Linked DNA regions of Sus scrofa: region 2 is linked to region 1. A link is a contact called in public HiChIP or PLAC-seq data. All regions are on one chromosome and are shown on one strand. The core of a region is the stretch at or near the end of the contact, and the rest is flanking DNA. Distances in the headings are between cores, read along the strand shown. Region 1 has its middle 240 kb from the start of BCOR. Region 2 overlaps BCOR (BCL-6 corepressor).

The links. HiChIP or PLAC-seq counts read pairs in DNA pulled down with a chosen protein or histone mark.
Region 2: an H3K27ac HiChIP or PLAC-seq map of skeletal muscle shows a contact between it and region 1. The contact joins two enhancer-like sites. A contact is called at or near these places in 1 of 47 Hi-C or Micro-C datasets (embryonic fibroblasts) and 1 of 2 datasets of contacts at active chromatin or transcription factors (skeletal muscle).

What each region holds. Positions count from the first base shown.
Region 1 is chrX:35,649,757-35,653,898 of Sscrofa11.1, forward strand. No RefSeq gene overlaps it. Among named protein-coding and RNA genes, the nearest start is that of BCOR, 240 kb to the right of the region's middle. Within about 2 kb of position 1,290, at least 5 of the 83 cell types and tissues checked have an H3K27ac peak or open chromatin away from gene starts, as enhancers often do. A contact at or near this core is called in skeletal muscle, where this site is marked.
Region 2 is chrX:35,803,629-35,807,835 of Sscrofa11.1, forward strand. The region is part of intron 1 of BCOR (BCL-6 corepressor); the gene reads right to left. Among named protein-coding and RNA genes, the nearest start is that of BCOR, 85 kb to the right of the region's middle. Within about 2 kb of position 2,578, at least 15 of the 83 cell types and tissues checked have an H3K27ac peak or open chromatin away from gene starts, as enhancers often do. A contact at or near this core is called in skeletal muscle, where this site is marked.

The DNA of each region.
Region 1 (4,142 bases), core at 40-2,539:
ATCCTCAAGGACCAGATTCGTTCGCTGGAGACCAGCCGGCCTCAAAAGGGGCCTCCGGCGGGCAGGCAGGGCTCGGGCGGGCTCTGGCAGAGATGGAACAGAGCTCACAGGTTCGAGTCTCCGAGGCCTGAGTTCAAATTCCAGCTCTCTCACCGGCTGTGACCTTGGGCTACTGTGTAACCTCCCTGCTCCCCGGTGTCTGCATGAATGAAATGCAAGAGGAGAAGGCCATGTAAGGACGGAGCAAAGAGAGAGAGATCTGAAGATGCTGCCCTTGAAGTCTGGAGTGAGGCATCCACAGGTCAAGGAAGGCCCGCAGCCAGCAGAGGCTGGCAGAGGCAAGGAATTAATTCTCCCCTGAACACTCCAGAGGGCACGCTGCCCTGCTGACACCTCGATTTCTGCCCAGTGAAACTGACTCCAGACTTCTGGCCCCCAGCTTTGTGAGAGAATAAACTTCTGTTGTTCTAAGCCACTGAGCTTGTGGTCTTTTGTTATAGCAGCAATGCTAGACCAGTACTGGCTTCCATGCGATGAGCTGTGACCTGGCTGTCTGATCTGAACGGGCCTCACAAAGAGCTTGTCAAGTGCTGGGCCAGGCAACCATCATCCCTTTACCGATTAGGAATTGGAGGAGTTCCCGTTGTGGTTCAGCGGTAATGAACCTGACGAGTATCCATGAGGACATAGTTTTCGATCTCTGGCCTCGGTTAGTGAGTCAGGGACCAAGTGTGGCTGTGCGCTGTGGTGTAGGTCGCAGATGTGGCTCGGATCTGGCGTGGCTGTGGCTGTGGTGTAGGCTGGCAGCTGCAGCTCCGATTCAACCCCTAGCCTGGGAACCTCCATATGCCACGGGTTCAGCCCTAAAAAGACAATAAGTACATAAATAAATAAATACATAAATAAATAAATAAATAAGGAATTGGAGGCGCCCAGAAATTAAATGGTCGCATGCTATTTGGTGGCAAGGCCAGGACTAGTCAGGTCCCTCTCCACCACCTGCTGTGCCCTGTGCCCTCCCCCTCCCCGCTAGACAATTCTAAGCAGATGGAAAGGAGGGCTCGGCCTCCAGTGGGAGCTGGGCAAGGGCCTGGGGGGGCGCAGAAACCCCTCTCCCAGCCGCTTCCTGGCCCTGGTGTTTGTGTTTGAACGAATGCTGCGGTGGAGGGAGCACGGGTTGGGGGGGGGGATTCCCCCCCTCTTGCATCTCTCCTCCCAGAGGAAAGAGAACCCAGGAGGTGAATTCTCCCTTGGTGACTCACCTCCCAGCCCTGTCAGGTCTCCCGGGCCTCAGATTCCTCGGTGGTGACATGGAAATACTAAAAGGGCCACCCCCCTTCAAGGAGCCGTGGGACTAGAGAAGGCACTCCTATACAGCAATGTCCCTGTGTGGGGGTGACAGGGCCCCACTCTCCTCTCCAGGACACCTCGGGAACAAGAGGACCACAGGGAGCCTTGCCAGGGGACCAGGGAATGCCTGCCTGGCCCCCCTCCCGCGTGGGCTCCGGCCACCACTCCTGGTGCCGCCCGAGAGCCTTCCTCTTTCCGCTCCTCACTTTCTGACTCTCAGGCGCTCTGCTGCAACGGACGCCCCAGAGTTCCCCCTCAGGGTCCAGCTGAGGCCAGACGGCCCCTGAATCGACATCCTTGCCCAATCTCGGCCTCTGCCTGGCCTGCTGCCCTCACTCCTCCACCAGTTTCTCCTGGGAGGGCACGCTCTCCATAAATCACCAGCATGTCCCATGCAAAGATGCTCAACATGGCTAATTATCGGGAAAATGCAAATCAAAACTACAAGGAGGTATCACCTCACGCGGGTCAGAACGGCCACCATTAAGAAGCCTGCAGAGAGCAAATGCCGGAGAGGGTGCGGAGAAAAGGGGACCCTCCTACACTGTTGGATGGGAATGTAAGTTGGTGCAATCACTGTGGAAAACAGTTCAGAGGTGTACAGCAAAGTGATTCAGTTATACAGATTCTTTTTCATTTTCTTCTTTTCTTTTTTTTGCTTTTTAGGGCCGCACCTGTGGCATATGGAGGTTCCCAGGCTAGGGGTCGAATCGGAACTGTAGCCACCGGCCTACACCACAGCCACAGCCACAGCCACGCGGGATCCGAGCCGTGTCTGCGACCTACACCCCAGCTCACGGCAACCCCGGATCCTTAACCCACTGAGCAGGGCCAGGGATCAAACCCGCAACCTCATGGATGCTAGTGGGGCTCGTTACCCATGAGTCACACCAGGAGCTCCCTTTTTCATGTTCTTTTGAACAGCGTGATGATGGACTGAGGAAATGCCGCGAGAGGCCCTGGGACCAAGCCAGGGGGGCACCAGACTCCTTTATTCCTCCAAGGGTCCTTCTCCACCCCTGCCCACAGCGCAGCCCAGCACCCCTCCCCTCCCCCAGCGGGGCAGCTGCGGGGAGCGGTGTTCTGGACACTGCCGTGTCCTGAGAGGCTCAGCTTGTGGCCTTTCTGCAAGTCTGCAGCCAGGAGAGCAGACAGCAAGCAGACAGCCGGGGGAGGCGGGGGGGGGGGCTAGCTTCCTCGTTTGAATACAAAGCCCTTCCTTCCACAGGCCTCTCTGCAGTGCTCTGGCCACTCTTGCCGAGAGCTGTGTGCAGAGCTGCTGCGGGGAACAGGGGAGGACAAGGCGCCCAGAACCGGAGACACTCGTTGGGGTTCTGGGAAGGGTGGAGGCCCGAAGGGCCCAGGGCAGGCCCAGGCTGCCTGCGGCAGGGAAGCGGGGGCAGCCTGGTTCCCAGGGAGGGGCCCAGGGAGTCAGGGAAGCAGCACCATGCATCTTGGCACCCCACCCACTGTCCTTTCTGCCTGACTCCCTCTTGCCTGGCTTTCTAAGACCCCAGGGCCGAAGGAGCCCATTTAATTCCTTCCCCTGGTGATCTGCAAACACAGAGAATTCCTCCCAAATGGGAGGGGGGGCAGACAAGAGAGGTGGGATGGAATGGGGGTTCCTACCACGCAGCTGTAAATTCCTCTCGCCCCTGCCCTCCAGGAGTTCCAGTCTAATGGGGGGAGACAGATATAGTCACGGCCACCCGCGGTGCAATCAGATACGGAGGATAAATGGCATCTATACTTAGCAACACAGGAGACGCTCTGCTCTAAGCCTCCCAAGACGTGTGTTAACACATTTCCTCCTCATCAGCGCCCTGAGGCAGGTTAGTGCCTGTCCCATTTTGCAGATGAGGTAGCTGAGGCCCAGAGACGCGGAGCCACTTGCCCGAGGTCACACAGGTCGAGTGGCATTTGTCCCAAGTGGCCTGGCTCCCAGAGTCTGTGCCCTCAACCCCCAGCCCAGACAAAGGAACAAGGATATCTCTTCCGTCTTTGTGACAGCACTGGTGCGAGGTGGAGGAGAGCACAGGGCCATGAGTGAGGTAGATCCTTGTGTCACTCTAAGTGGCCTCAGACAAGCCCCTTCCCTCTCGAAGCCTCAGTTTCCTCACCTGCAAAATGGGGCTAGCCGCGGTACGGCACCCTCTCCAGGGGCTGCGGGAGGAGTCGAGGGGGGCGGCATGTGTGGCTCTCGGCACCGGGACCCCCAGCAGACATCTGGATTTGCATGGGCCTCTAAGAGCCTCAGGGTGCTTTCTTGGACATTGGTGCTTTCATTCTACTTGACCTTGACAGAGGAGGAGTGCAGTGGGGGTGGTGGTGGGGGGGGTACCTCTCCCCTGAGAAATAGCCAGGTCCCCAGAGCTTCTCCCCAAAGCCACCTACGCTGGCTTCCTCTCATCCCCATGGACTCCTGAGCCATCACACAAGGACATTGGTCACCCCTTCAAGAAGAGGGAGGCTGAGACTCAGCAGCCCCCACGCAGCGTTCTAGAACCAGGGGCTCCCAGTCAGCCGCCATTCAGATGACAGAGCTAAATCTGAAGGCAAAGTCCAGGGAGGACAGACGGGGGAGGGGGATGGGGAGGAGGGGAGGAGGGGTGGTGCACCTGCCTCCACCCCGCCCCACTGAGCAACTACGGAGCCGGCCTAGGATTAGCTTCCCCCCCTCCCCCGCCCCAACCTCCCACTCCCCCTCCAGCAGGAAAGCTGCCCTCAGGCTGCCACCCCCTGCACGGGGATTTGCAGATGACTCCCTGATGCGATCTCGGGCCCTCCCTGGC
Region 2 (4,207 bases), core at 1,328-3,827, 160 kb after region 1:
CGGTCGGCCGAGAGCCCTGGTGGAAAGCAGGCAGGCTGTGCTCGTTAAACGCTGTGTAAAATGCTGTTAATAAAATAATAAATACAAAGGATGGAGGCTGCTGGTTCCATGGGTGTTTTGACTGGAAATGCCTTGGCACTTGTCATGTGTTTATGGGAGGGCAGACAACTCTAGGATTTACATAGTTTGGACATTTCTGTACTTCATTTATTCTTTCCTAAATGACGTAGGCCTAGAGCTATTTCAAGTTTGCATTTGTACAGAACTGTTAAATGCCTAAGAGTTTCTCCAATTAAACCAAGTTTTAAATCAGACCCATGGCTGGAACGCACTCTCTGACTCCTCTCACTCCACCCAGCCCTCACTCGGGCCTCTGGGGCTGGAGAAAACAAACAGACCCTTACCGACAATCCCCCGGCTGTGCTCGCCCCACCTTCACCCCCCCACACACACTCCAGGGGCACCTAGGGCAAAGGTTAAGGTGTCTTCAGATTACAGGCAGGGCCCTGGCTACACACACTGGAAATCACTGCAGTTGGGCACATCCTGGCCAGAGTCTAACCTCTAAAATAGTGAGCTAAGACGGGGGGAAACTGCTGGCCTGGTAAAACCCACTGTTCACAAAACAATGTCAGCAAAGGCTGGAAGGCATTCTTTAGAGAGGGACCAGGGATTCATGCCTACTGAAGCTCTTTCAGCACAAAGGCTTTTAGGGGAAGAAGGGAAAAGGGGGGGGGTGGAGGAGAGAAAGGGAGGGCTCCTGTTTCAGAGCCGGCATCCCCAGAGAGTCAAGAACCAAGTGTAGCTTCAATCAAACGCTGACTTCCCCTCTGGGAGTCGAATAGGAAACCTGATCACAGTAGCTTACTACCGGCCTGGATCCATACAGGTCTGGTTTTCTTCTCATGCTAGTAATTTTTTTAAATACGTATCGATATAAAAGAAGCAATCCCTGGCAGACTTTATTGAAAACCACACTGAGACCTCATAACATCCGGACTTAATCCCTATCAAACAAACCACAGCACCTCTGGCCTCTGCAGCAGGCCAGACCCTCTCACCTCTTCCCACCAGGTCTCTCCCCTCCAGCCGCTGCTGTTTCCTCCCCCGAAAGAGCGAGGAGAGGACTTGCCAAAGAGCACCTAGAAACGGGTTCTGGAATCAATTCCTAACCATATAAATGATCCCACTTAGGGGGAGGAAAAAAAAAAAGATCCAAGCCTTTTCATATGGAATCCTTTAAAACCCAGAAGGCAAAGAACTGTAACAAAGGGAAAGAGGAACCCACGGAGGCAGACCCCAGGAGTATCCTCAGGAATCCCCTTGGAGGGGAACTTAACCTGCACGTCGGTCCCCAGACACGAGCCTAAGCAGGTCTGGGGGCGGGGGTCCTCAGAGGGTCTCCGGGGCAGCAGGGAAAGGAGGAGCAACCGAGAGGAACCTGACCAGTCATTCAAAGCAATTACGAATCCTCGGGGCCTACTATGTGCCAAGTATTCTTCTTTGATCCTAAAGGTGGGTAATTATTCCCAGTCTTACAAATGAAGAAACTTACTGAGGCTCAGAGGCCATAAATAACTTGCCCCCAAGGTCACACAGCTAGTAAAAAAAAAAAAAAAAAAAAAGGGCCATGGTCAAACTCAGTCCTGGAGTTTCGGAGAGGAGCCAATTATTGGTCAGATTGTGCCATTCGGAATCCCCGAGAAGTTCGGGAGGCTTCCTTAGCTCTTGTAGTCACGTGCAGGGTAAAAGGAGAGCGGTTAACGCCTTTGGAGCTCGTCCACAAGGAGCCTGGAACCCAGTCAGTTTCTCCTGGACCCAGGAACTCTTGGTCCACACAAAGTCTTTCAAGATTTCCGACACCCTACACATCTCCCTGCACCGAAACACCCTGGTGTGAGGCCAGGGATCCCAATGAGGCTCTACTTTCCCTTCCTCCAGGAGCCCAGATTGGGCCAGGGTAGGTGGGTGCTGCTCTTAGGTCTCTGCAAAAAGTGCTGATTCCTGAAACCAGAACTAGGCTTGCCACCCCAGTTTTGCCACATACAGCAATAAATAAAATTACCTAGAGAGTGCAAAAGCCCTTTGGAAAGAGCACCTACGCCTTATCTTTCCTAAGACTCCGAACGAAAAACCCAGAGACCAAAGTGGGCTGGGGGAGGAAATAGAGATGGAAGCGGCTTGCAAGACGCCGGACCCTCCTGGACCCTCAGGGGTCCGGCGGAAAAGCCAAGTCTCAAGACAAGTTGGGGGCTGGGAGAGCTCTCCTTTCCCTCCTCCCCTTCTCTCAGGCAGCGCTCAAAACCTTCTCCCAGCCCCATCCCCAATTTCCTGGTCTGCCCCAGGCTTTCAGATGCTCCGGGAACTACCCACACCCCGAAGTCACAGGCTCCACACCCAGGGCCATCTCCAATTCGGCTGGCTGGGAAGGGGAACGGGCAGGAGCCCGGGACACTCAGCCGCCCAAGCGGGCTTCCCAGCCTCAGGCGGGTGGCTCCTCCAAAGGCCGAGGCTCCGGATGTGTGAAATGGCTCCGGGAGCGCCTGGGGCGGGCAAGGGCCTGGGCTGCAGAAGGGATCCGGGCGATGGCGGCGCCGGGTCCTCACCCGGCCAGCCAGCCGAACACGCCCCGGCGGCCCGGCCGCCCCTGGCTCCCAGCCAGTGGCTTTCTCTCTTTTTTAAACTTTCCGGCCTTGGCGATCACCGCCGATCCGGGCAAGGTTTCCAGCCCCCGCCTTCCCTCCCCACCGCAAGCTCCGTGCAGGCCCTTCCAACCTCTGGGGAGGCGCCCTCCGTCCTCCTCCTCCCACCCCGGCCGCCTGCCACCGGGCACTGAGAGTCCGTGGCCCCGACACCCCCCCCCCCCGCGCGCGCGCGCGCACACACACACACACACACACACACACACACAGAGACACAGGCCACCTGGAGCGAGCCGCTTCCCGAACTGATCGCCGTCCGGCCGAGTCTGGGGCTGCTGCTCCTCCGGGGAGGAACTCCCGCAGCCCCCAACTGTCCAGGCCTGCCCGTCGGGCGCACGCAGAAACACCCCCCCTACTCACGCTCTCTCCGAAGACTTGCCGTGGGGGGCGGGGGGGAGAGGGGTTAAGGTCTATTTTATTTTTTTTCTTAAAACTTAACCCTTCAGTTGCAAGAGGTTTTGGTGTCCTTGACACTATTGCGAGCGATCGGGTAGAACAATAGAAATGGGGGGGTGCCGGAAATGGTGCAGGAAGACCCCTATAACCCTATAAACCTCTCCTCCCTCTTGCAGTTACTATTAGCATTAAAAGACCCCGGTGCCTTCAATGCAATAGTGCCACTTTATAACTTTGTCCCGCTGGGTCCCCATACCCTAAACAGCCCCCCCATTTTGAAATCACCAAGGCAAAGATCGCTCCCAAACGTGTGACCTCCCAAAGCTCTCACCTGCTCAGCCTCTGGCACCCCGACCTGACTCACCCCCATCCCCCCCCAGTAGTTCCTCTGGTTTGCACCTAGACAATAAATTTAGTTTAATTTAGCTTCCGGTCTTTAATTTTAGCAGGTCTCCTTTTTGCATGCAAATCAATATGGCAATTACCATCTAAAAGCTCGCCCAGCCCCGGGTCAATGTAAATTGATCATTGTCCGCCTTCCACAAAATAACACCGGGAGTCTGTGGTGCATAATGAGATTATACTGGAAACTGTCTTTTAGATCACAAATTATATTTTATGCTGTCAGGATCTTCTCCTAGCGGACTTCCCTGCTAGTCTAATCACGGGCGCCGAGCCCCTGGGTGCTGACGGGCTGGGGTTGGCCTGTCCCTGGGTGCCGAGGGGGATGGTTGGTCTGGAGGACATGGCTCTATGAAATAATCCAAAGAGCAGACCCCCACCCCCTTCCCATCTGCGAGACCCTGGATTGAGGGCAGGTGTGGATGAGCCTGCACTGGGAAAGGGGCCTTCTACAGAGACGTTGCGGAAAAGCATCGCTCACTGAGTCCCATCCAACAAACACGGCTATCCCTTCCGGAAAAACGCATTGGGGGCAACCAGCGAAAGCCGTCGGGCTGTGCTGGAGGTTGGTGGATGTCCCCAGCCCAAGTGCTGGGGGCGAAGGCGGCTTGGCCATCGAAGGGGTGGCCTGAGGAGGCCATCCACGCCTGCCCCGGCTGCCTCTCCACCCGGCCGCTGCCACCTAGGCCCCGGCAGCGCAGCCAGCC